2 separate regions of the Mus musculus genome follow, and region 2 is linked to region 1. A link is a contact called in public Hi-C data. All regions are on one chromosome and are shown on one strand. The core of a region is the stretch at or near the end of the contact, and the rest is flanking DNA. Distances in the headings are between cores, read along the strand shown. Region 1 overlaps Enthd1 (ENTH domain containing 1). Region 2 overlaps Fam83f (family with sequence similarity 83, member F).

What was found. Hi-C and Micro-C count contacts between places; a contact is called where the count stands out from the background.
Region 2: a Hi-C map of regulatory T cells shows a contact between it and region 1, with 2.1 times the contacts expected there. The contact joins two enhancer-like sites. A contact is called at or near these places in 3 of 39 promoter capture datasets (the C10 cell line, the HPC-7 cell line and embryonic stem cells), 4 of 484 Hi-C or Micro-C datasets (CD4 T cells, embryonic stem cells and regulatory T cells), 4 of 115 datasets of contacts at active chromatin or transcription factors (double positive thymocytes, embryonic stem cells and regulatory T cells) and 4 of 9 other capture datasets (adipose tissue, embryonic stem cells, liver and 1 more).

What each region holds. Positions count from the first base shown.
Region 1 is chr15:80,541,720-80,547,170 of GRCm38.p6, reverse strand. The region is part of intron 1 of Enthd1 (ENTH domain containing 1); the gene reads left to right. Among named protein-coding and RNA genes, the nearest start is that of Enthd1, 16 kb to the left of the region's middle. Within about 2 kb of position 2,915, at least 39 of the 459 cell types and tissues checked have an H3K27ac peak or open chromatin away from gene starts, as enhancers often do. A contact at or near this core is called in regulatory T cells, where this site is marked.
Region 2 is chr15:80,674,096-80,679,207 of GRCm38.p6, reverse strand. All of the region lies in intron 1 of Fam83f (family with sequence similarity 83, member F), which reads right to left. Among named protein-coding and RNA genes, the nearest start is that of Fam83f, 4.8 kb to the right of the region's middle. Within about 2 kb of position 3,802, at least 22 of the 459 cell types and tissues checked have an H3K27ac peak or open chromatin away from gene starts, as enhancers often do. A contact at or near this core is called in regulatory T cells, where this site is marked.

The sequences.
Region 1 (5,451 bases), core at 1,666-4,165:
TAAGTGTTGGGATTAAAGATGTGCACCAGGACGCTCAGTGATATTCTTCTAAAACTAGATTTTTGAAAATATGTTCATTATAGGTTGTTAAGTGCCTTTTTATTCTGAACTAAGTGAGTTGTGAAATTGCAGTTGCTTTTATTTACATAGGCCATTTTTGCATATATCCACATATTTAAATTAAAGTCATATTTCAAAAATGGACACATTTTAAAAGAACAAAATTTCAGTGTTATTAGAAAGCTATGTAAAGCCATTTTCCTGGAAGTAGCAGACTTTGGTACATTGCTATGTTGGCTTCCTAGGGCCATCCTCAGTCTCTCTCTTAGGAACAAGGCATCTCACATCCGTACTCATGGCTGGTTTGTGTCTAGGGTGCTTCTGCTTCTCTGTCCTGTCTCCAACAGTGATGCGCCGTACCAATAACCCACCAAACTTTAAACAAACCAAGCCTTTTATTTAAGCCCTCGATCACAACTGTACATTAAAGTGCAGAAGCAAATATTCTAGAAATATAATGTTTTATTTATATTTATAATAATATTTATACTTAGGCTATAAATGACTAAAATCTCTTGGGGTGGTTTGGATTCAGATTCTCAAAGAAGGAAAGAAAACACCAGGTATTTGATTTCTTTCTTTCTTTTTCTTTTTCTTTTCTTTTCTTTCTTTCTTTTTTTTTTTTTTTTTTTTTTGGTTTTTTGAAACAGGGTTTCTCTTTGTAGCCCTGGCTGTCCTGGAACTCACTCTGTAGATCAGGCTGGCCTCGAACTCAGAAATCTGCCTGCCTCTGCCTCCCGAGTTCTGGGATTAAAGACATGTACTACTTACCATACCTGGAAAGATGGCTAGGCTGTTAAAGGCTAGGCTCACTAGCAAAAATGCAAGAAAAACACCTTTTAAACACATGAGTATTTACTTTAGATGTGATTAGCCAAGTCAAGGCTACAAAATCAAACAACTGCAAACAAATCAAACAACTGTATTGCTCCTGTGCAGAGAAGTCTAGACCTGGGGTTGAAGGAGACAGACAGTTCTCAGCCAGTATGATACAGCGGCTAAGCACTGTGCAGGGAAAGCTCTCTAGCTTCAGAGTGGATCAGACTTAATGTCTTCTTTTTTCCCCCTACTCTTGTTAGACAGCACTAGTCAAAACATTAATCTGATGTGTGGTTGCAGACTAATAAATGCAGTTTTAGATATGCATTGGTGGTGGGCTAGTTAATGCAGGCTCCCAGAGTCTTTTTGTTTGTTTGTTTGTTTTTTGTTTTTATGAAAGGATGTTTTCCAAAACATCACAGGTTTTGGGTCGTCATGAGCCTGTGGCTTTAGCTTATATCACTGTGCATTTAAGCACAGTTCGTTTACTTAACACAGTGACATGTTTCAGCCGTTTGTTCCCTTTCAACAAATAGAGTTGGACTGATAATTGTGAGCACAAGAAGCAAGGCTTGAATTCGTTTAAACTTGAAAGTGACCTTCCCTCACCTGCTAAGTCTTTCTGCTGTACTGTATTTATCGTGCCCAGCAAAGGCAGAGAAAGCAAACAGAAGAGAGAGAGGGAGAGAGGCAGGCGAGGGCTGGCAGTGCTGTGTCAACATAGTTACTCTGGATTCTCATCAGATAAATAGCAATGGATCATAGGCCAAGGTCAGTCAAAGAATTGAGACGTGTACCATCTTTACTGAGCCTGTCTCTGCTCCAACTCACTAACACTCTGACTTTGGGCAAGTTTCTTCATCACCTTAAGCCTTGCTATTCTCTTTCATAAAGTAGACTTCATAATGAGCTCGGAGAGTGCCCGTTGGCATTAGAGATGTATTTGAGGGTCAGGCACATAACAAGCCATCAGTCTAATACTATTAGGGCCCGATTTTTTGTTATCTGCATTTCTTGGGACATGTGCTCTCACTGAAACAGAGAGCTCAGAGCGAGTGCTCAGTAGGAAGGCCTTGCCTATGGTCCTGGGTAAGAGATGCAGTTCTCCTCAGCCAGCCCCATGTCCATCACAGTCCTTAGTACACTGGCATTAAGACCTCGATTTACATGCCAATTCCTCCCTCCGCCTTTCTCTCTCTTGGTGTGTGTGTATGTGTGTGTGTCCGTCCTAGTAAAAGTGTCAAATAGTGTTTTGAAGAGAGTGCTTGCTGTGCAAGTGTGGGGACCTGAATTCAATCCCTAGTACCCACATAAAAAAAAGTCAGGCCTCGTGGCACATGCTATAATCCTAACACTGAAGAGACAGGACAACTGGCTAGTCAGCCTAGCCTAGTCAGTGAGCTCCAAGGTCAGTGAGAGACCTCATCTAAAGCAACCAGGTATCAAGTACAGGGATGATAGTCGTGAGCTATATACTTGGACCAAAGAGCACACTGTAAAGCGAAGGAGGAACAGGCATTCAAAGCTAGCCTCAGCTACATAGCAAGTTTCCAGTCTGTCTGAGCTCTGTGAAACCCTGTCTCAAAACAGTAAAACCAGAAAACCCAAGAACTCTGGGAAGGCTGACGTTAAAACTTAAAGGGTTTAAAGCTAAGAGAGAACCAAGACGCTGCACAGCCTCCAGGGCCTTGGTTTTATATTCCCCACGTCTGTCCGAAGGCTCAGGCATACTCCTGACACTCTGTTCTCCCATGTGCTCTGGAAGGCTGGAGGCCAGGGATGCTGAGAGGCAGGGAGACTGGCTTAGCAGCAGAGTGCTGCATGACGACCTTGAGCCAAGGTACTAAAGACACTTGGAAGGGAATTTCTACATTTTATCAGGTGCTGATTCCTTCCTGGTGTGCTGGGTACACGAGGGAGGACACCTAGGGCCCACAAGGACACATGCTTGGTGATTTGATCAGGGAGGAGCTGTCTGGAAGCCGCAGCCCCAACTGAATGCCTTTATGAGTCCAGCTCCTCCCCTTCCTTGACTACTTCCTTCTCTAAAACACATCTCACCTAACTCCTCCCTAGAACCTCCTTGAAGAGAAGCTAGCAGACCACACTTGACTCTTCTGTTAATTCTCAGCCCCAACCAAGGCAGTGAAGGTGGACAGGCCACTTGTGGGTCTTCAGCTCTACTTGGTCATGTTTCCACCAGGGAAATGAAGGGTCTCAGCCAGTTCAGGCCTTGGCCTGTATTCTCTCTCCTAGTTTCTTCTTTTTCTCGAGATAACCATTCATATTCATTCTCTCTCTCTCTCTCTCTCTCTCTCTCTCTCTCTCTCTCTCTCTCACACACACACACACACACACACACACACACACACACATCCACACAAACACAAACACACCAGGATTTCTCTATGTAGCCCTGGCTGCCTGGCTGTCTTGAAACTCTCTCTATAAACTAGGCTGGTCTTGAACCCAAAGATCCTCCTGTCTCTCCCTTCCAAGTGTTGGGATTAAAGGCATACACCACACTGCCTGGTCTCATCTCTTTTTTTTTTAACCCCCCTTCTCACCCCCTTCTCCAGCTCACTCTGGCCCCGCTCGCTCCAACCCTGATCGCTTTTTTTTTATAATGCAATTCTAATAGAATTGTAATCTATCACCTATCATTCTCTATTCTCACTTATAGAAGAGGCAGCTGCCCTAGCACTTTCTTAGCAAGAAGACAGATGCTCTGATGGGACTCCCATTACTTTGCCCAGAAGCAGGGTTGGTGATAATTCTGAGCTGGCTTGAGCTGCCCTATTTTTCTTAGTGTTGTCTGATTTACAATGCTGCCATTATCCTGTTGCAGAACTTTCTGGATCCGTTGTCCAGAGACATTGTTCCAGCCCCCTATTGGTGGGAAGCACATCTCAACCCTACAGAGAGATAGTAATACAAGACATAATTGATTCTTCAGTATCCATGCGCTAGATCCCAGAAGACCAGCTATGAAAATGTTAGTGTGCCATTAGAACTGGGCATTTCTCACAACCGAAGCATAGAGGTTGATGAGTCAGGGAGGCAGAAGGATCCCAGCTCTGACCCCACAGCCACAGCCAAGGCCTCAAGTCCAGGAGCCACTGGACTGTTAGCTTCTAAGATAATCTCTTTATTCGAAATATGGGGGCTTCACTGGGTAGACTAACCAGCGCCTACTCTGTAAAGAGGAGGAACAACACAGGAATAACTGTGTCCATGCTTCCAAGCAAAGCCACAGCCAAGCAAGGCCCTGACCAGAGGAGCCAGAAGCCCTTCTCAAGCCAAGTGACTGGAGGACCAGATTCTCAACTGGCCTTGACAAACAAAACAAAACAAAACAAAACAAAAACAAACCAACAACCAAAAAAGTTAATTTTGCTCATCTACATGGACTTAAGTACCCAACAGGAAAGTATAGGAAAAAACTATAGTGATTGCTATGTTGTTTTTAATAGTTCAAGGGAATTTCACTCTACAGACATAGGCTTAACCATAAAAGATGCTATTTAGACAACTAATTCTCACTAGTAATTTTCTTTTTTAAAAAATATTTATTTGTATGTGTATGAGTGTTTTGCCTGCATGCATGTTTGTGCACTATGTGTGTGCAGTGTCTACAGAGGCCAAGAGAGGACATCAGATCCTCTGGAACTGCAGTTATAGCTGATTGAGAGCTGTCATGTGGGTGCTAAGACCTGTTTTTCTGGAAGAGTGAAATGCACTTAATTGCTGAGCCATCTTTCCAGCCCCATACGTAATTCAGAGCTTTCTCTCCTTGCTTCTTTCTTTGCTGTTTCCTTCCTTCCTTCTCTCTCTCTCTCTCTCTCTCTCTCTTTCTTCTTGGTTTTTTTTGGGGGGGTGGTTTTTCAAAACAGGGTTTCTCTGTATAGCCCTGGCTGTCCTGGAACTCACTCTGTAGACCAGGCTGGCCTCGAACTCAGAAATCCGCCTGCCTCTGCCTCCCAAGTGCTAGGATTAAAGGCATGCACCATCACCGCCCGGCTCTTTCTTTTTTAAGATTTATTTATTTATTTTATGTATGAGTACACTGTAGCTGTCTTCAGACACACCAGAAGAGGGCATCAGATCTCATTACAGATGATTGTGAGCCACCATGTGGTTGCTGGGAATTGAACTCAGGACCTCTGGGAGAGCAGTCAGTACTCTTTTTGTTTTGTTTTTTGTTTTTTGTTTTTCGAGACAGGGTTTCACTATGTAGCCCTAGCTATCCTAGAACTCATTCTGTAGACCAGGCTGACCTCGAACTGAGAAATCCACCTGCCTCTGCCTCCCAAGTGCTGGGATTAAAGGTGTGTCCCTACCACTGTCTGGCTAGAGCAGTCTGTGCTCTTAACCACTGAGCCATCTCTCCAACCCCTCAGAATTTTCTTAACAAGGAAAATGCTGTCCAGATATAGTTCATCCTGATCTAGGCTTAGTTTAATACTGCAGCACTTACCTACAGCCAAGAGAGACAGCCTGCTATTGTCTTAACCTAAAAACCCAATGATGGTTACCTTTGTTCCTCTCCCTCTGAAGAAGCCATCTGGGAGA
Region 2 (5,112 bases), core at 2,553-5,052, 130 kb before region 1:
GGAAGCAGGCCCTCTCCTTTCTCAACAGTTTTAACCTTGCCTCACAGAAATCCTTTTGTCTGCCTGTATCACTCACTCTTCTCAGGACATAGTCCTTGGTGATTCTTAGCACAATCTTGTAAACAACACAGCAAAAATCACCCCCATGTTACAGATGTAGAAATAAAGGCCCAGCTAGGTTAAGTGATTTGCCCTGGGACAAGCCCGGCTTCCGTCATCAGATGCCTCTCTCCGGTGATGGCTTGGATCATCTGAGATCTCTGCCCAGCAGACCCTGCTTTACAACCAGGAATCCCAGAGATCACGAATATGCTTACTAAAGCCCCATTTCCTATGTTCTATTCTGGGACTAGTGGGAGGGTACACACTTCTGTCCGAATTTTAGGAACCCATAGTGTAAGATTTCTAAGAGGTTACCCCACTCTCCCCAAAGAGAGAAATGAACCAAGCTACAATCAGCTTAGCAGCCTAGCTCACTTCTGGCTGGTGACTCTTCTCCCCGGAAGCTGTAGGTCTCTATAGTCAAAGGGTCTGGGGGCTGTTGCTAGACCCTGGCTGAGCCTGTGCAGGTAGTCAGGCCCTTCCAGGGACTACCTCAAGTACATAGTCTCTTCCCAGTTTAGGGGAGGGTAGGGTGGGTGTTTCCATGCTTTTCTGTCTCATTACTCCCTACTCACAGCGGAGTCCAAAGGGATCCCAGCCTAAGGGTTTGGGTGCCACAGGCTAACAGCCAACTCCCTCTGCCTCCACCAAAGCAAGGCCAGTGAATACACTAAAAGGGGGACTGAGGGGCAGGTGCTGAGTTTCTCTATAGAAACAGAAACTGCATCTCCCCAGAGTCCCAGGCCCTGAGGCTGGCAGCTCTCAGTGCAGCTCCCCTCTGTTGCTCACAGAAAGAAGCAGCTATTTCTCAGGACAATTAACATCTCTGCTGCTGGTAAGCTTAGCTCCCACAGACATTCCCTCCTTTTTTAAAGTATCTAGAAACCTAGACACTGTCCCATCTATTTTATTGGTTAGCAGACTCAACTGGGAAGAGATCTGTCCAAAGGAGCCCAGCTCCTAAGAGGATGGCTGGATCAAGACAGAAGATAAGATCCTTCAACTTCAAAGCCTGGCTTCTGTCACTGTCATGGAAGTCGGGGCTCCATTACTCAAAGATCCCAGCTCCCCAAAACAATGACTGAGCACAAAGACAGACTTAAAATTCCGCAGCCAACATGCCTAGAGATTTCAGAGGAAGCCCAGACAAGCTGGGGCAAGAACCAGAGGCCCGTGGAGCTAGAACTGGAAATGTAGAAGGGCCACTACCCATGAGCCCTCATGAAACAAGGACCCCAGAACTGCCCACGTGTGTCTGAGACAATGCTCATGTAGAATAGTCACTTGTGGGAAGGCAGAAGAGTTGAGAGAGGGAGCAGTATGTGTGAACCGCAGACCCCTGGGCTGCTCGGAGAGGCTGCCTTTGGCTCTGTGCATTTAAATTAGCTTCTAAGAGCAGCTCAGGCTGGGGCATGGTGGCACATGCCTATACTTAGGAGGCCGACGTGGAAGGATCACTGCAGGTTTGGGCCAGCTTGCACTATGTAGTAGTACAACCTGGGCTACATAGAGAGACTGGGTTGTTTTGAAAAGTGGGGGAGAGGGGCAGCTCAGCTAATCAATTGCCCTGCTGAGGTAGAAAGGGAGAAGGATAAGACAGGGAGCTAGGCACAGGACCAGCGGTGAGGGCAGTGTAAGTGAGCATAGTATCCAACTCTCCAATGTTATCATGGACGTCTCTTCTTCCTTTTTCAGTTTCCACACATATGTGGCATGCATGTTATTTGCACACATGTGTGGGTGCACATGCATGTGGATGCTGGGGATCATCCTTGACAACTCTTCCACTTTTAGTCTTTGAGGCAAGGTCTCTCAATTGAACTCAGAGCACATCAAACGCTAGCCTTGCTAGCCAGCTTGTTCTGGGATCGCCTGTCTCTACCTTCTTTGATTGAAATGTATATGTAAGCCACTACAGTCACCCACTTTTACATGGGCTCTGGTGGTTTGAACTCTGGTCCTCATGCTTGCCCAGTAACTACTTTGACCATAGACATCTCCCTGCCTATCCCCTGCTCCCCTAGGGAGTGACATCGTCTACTTCTCTGTAAGTCAATCGCTAGCACCGAACCTAGTGCAGACAAGACACTCAACTTGGTACCATTTGTTGAGTATGGCTGGAGACTGATGGCCATGGGAGAAGATAAGCCTGTCACCTGAAAAACCAGGTCTCTTGGTGACATGGCCAAGACTTTGCATATTCCTTGGGCACGGCATCCCAGCTGTTCACCCTTGCTTCCTGACACCTGTCTGGCCAAAGCTGCTTTATCTACCATACCATGTGCTTTGGAGCCTGGAGCCTCTCTCCAATTCTCCTCAGCCTTAGTCCACTCCATTCTTTTGTACCTCAGGGTTCCTCCATGACATGAGAATAATGCCTGTCTTACGATAAGAAGGAAATCAACAGTTCACGGAGTAGTGGGAAGCTGGTGTAGTTAGAATGTGAGATCCGGGAATATTGGAGTCAGGAGTCAAATGGATTCCACTGGTCATAAGGACAAGCCCAGGCTTGGTGCCACCTCACCCTTCTTCTGGCTAGATGAGATGTTCGGACAGCTTCAAAGAGCCTTTGCTAACCTGGCTTAGGGGTGGGACTGGTGTCTCTCCCGCCACACCTTCTCTAAAGCATTTGTCATACTGAATTAGAAGGATGGATTAGCAGGCTATTACTACTTAAGAGCAGGGGCAAGTCTCGTCCACCTCTTTTCCACTAATGCACTGTAACACTCAGGAGACCTCCATGATCGAAGGCATGCAAGGCCTCGTAGCAGCCAGCCCAGTGGACTGAGGTGGTCTGCGCCTCTGACTCTGGCTTCCCAGTTTTCCAAGGGGTCTTGCTGCAGGATAGATACTCCCTGGATGTCTGAGCTGCCCATACAGCAGAAGCTTGCTTGCCCTGGTCTTCCTTGTTAGCATGGCACAGGCCAGGGTTTCTAAAAGGCTTAGAGTTTTCGTAGACAAAGGACATCATTAATGATGCCAGAATAAGCAGATCTCTCGAGGCAGAAAAGCAACAGAAACCACCCCACAAGCAAACACAGCTGGATCTTTGAATGCTGAGTAGCAGCACAGCTTGGGAAAGCTTTTCTGCCATTTTCAGAAGTCCAGAGAATGGCTAGTTAAAGCTGAACTCCCTCGGAGGCTTTTCTTCCATGGATAGGGACCACCACCATACTGACCCACACCCTCACTGGGGTCATACCTGGGTCTTCCTCCCCAAACCAAAATTGTGTTTTGTTGTTCTGTTTTTGTTTGTTTGTTTTTGGAGACAGGGTTTCTCTGTGTAGCCCTGGCTGTACTGGAACTCACTCTTAGACCAGGCTGGCCTCGAACTCAGAGATCCTTCTGTCTCTGCCTCGAGAGTGCTGGAAATAAAGGCAAAATTGTTTTCAAAGTGCCCCCTTAGGCTCCTTTTTCCGTTTCCCTTTCTCTTTACTGGAGTGGAAGAATCCCTTGTGTGGTCAAGTCACGGCAACTCCCTCTTTCTTACCTGTCTTTTGGGAACAAAAATAATAGCATTTTATAAGATTATTCTGAGGATTAAATGAAATAAAACCCAGAATCCCTCGACTGCCTTCCCTCCAAGGTCGTGAGATCTCAGCACACCACCTATCATCTCTCAGCCCTGAGGCTGCCAGACACTCCTAGGAAACATGGGAAACTCCCTCCTTCAGGGCGAACAGGGAAGGCAATCTGATTTGATTGCCAAGGAAATGGGCTTGCCAGTAGGATGAGCAAGGGGCAGGGCCAGGCAGTGGTCAGGACATGCTGCTGCATTTGGAGTGCAGGGTAGAGATCTGGGTCTTCCAATAACTACACAGGTGACCTTTAAGCAAACTTCCTTCCCGCTCTGTGCCTCAGTTTCCTCACTTGTACATACCCCTACCACACCCCACAAAGTCCTCGGCTCCCTCCAATCAAACTATTTTGCATTTTGAAGCAAGAGCAACTTCCCACTTCCTGCTCAGCAGTCTCTAAGGGAGAGACTGACAGCGCAGTTTCCTCTCAGTCCTCCCTCCAAACCTGCAACCCACCTGCCACAGGCGGCCAGCCTCCCAGGTACAGCCTCAAAACTCCCTTTCGTTTCTAGCAGAAGCTTCACTTGAAGGGCAAAGTCCACAGCTTGGATCTTTATGGCTAGTGCCCGGCATACAGTAGACTCTCTGGAAACATGTTATCAGGTCAATCTGCACATACAGTATGGGTTCACTGGCAACATAGTCTGTTAAATATTTATTTAAAGAGTTAAGAAAGCCCTACCATACAGGTCATGGAAGGCACTGTGGAGCAGGGCCTGGTGTCTGCCTTCTAACCGGGGTAACAGGATGGATACCACAGCTTGTGGACTGTACTATATCCATTCAAACTCCATGCAGAATCCCACCGTACCGTGACAAAGGGCAGCAGGTTAGGGTAGTGCAGTGGTTCAGAGCTAGGGCTTCAGTGTTTGGATTCTGCCTCTGCTGTTTACTAAGTTAGGCAAATAACTTAACTGTCCTAGTAACTTAACTGCCCTGCGTTGGGGATGCAGAGATGGCTCAGCGGTTAAGAGCACTGACTGCTCTCCCCAGAGGTCCTGAGCTCAATTCCCAGCAACCACGTGGTGGCTCACAACCATCTGTAATGGGATCCGATGCCCTCTTCTTCTGGTGTGTCTGAAGACAGCAACAGTGTACTCACATACATTAAAAACAAACTGTCCTGCATTTTGTTGTTTGTTTGGTTTTTTTCTCCAAATATAAGGAAAACTTCTGTCTTGCCCAGAGTATGAGACAGGGCTTGGGCAGTGAAGGTTTGCTGCTAAACTTGACAGCCTAGCTGCTATTTGTGCTCTGAGCCTCAGTTTCCTTACTATAAAAGAGAGCGACGTACACAGGCTCAGCTCCCAACAAACAAACTGCTTTGTATTTTGAAAGAAAAGAACTCTCTCATTTCCCACTCAGTACTCCACTGAGACTGCCCATCCCAGTTTTTTTTTTTTTTTTTTTAATCTGCCATTCCAAACCTACA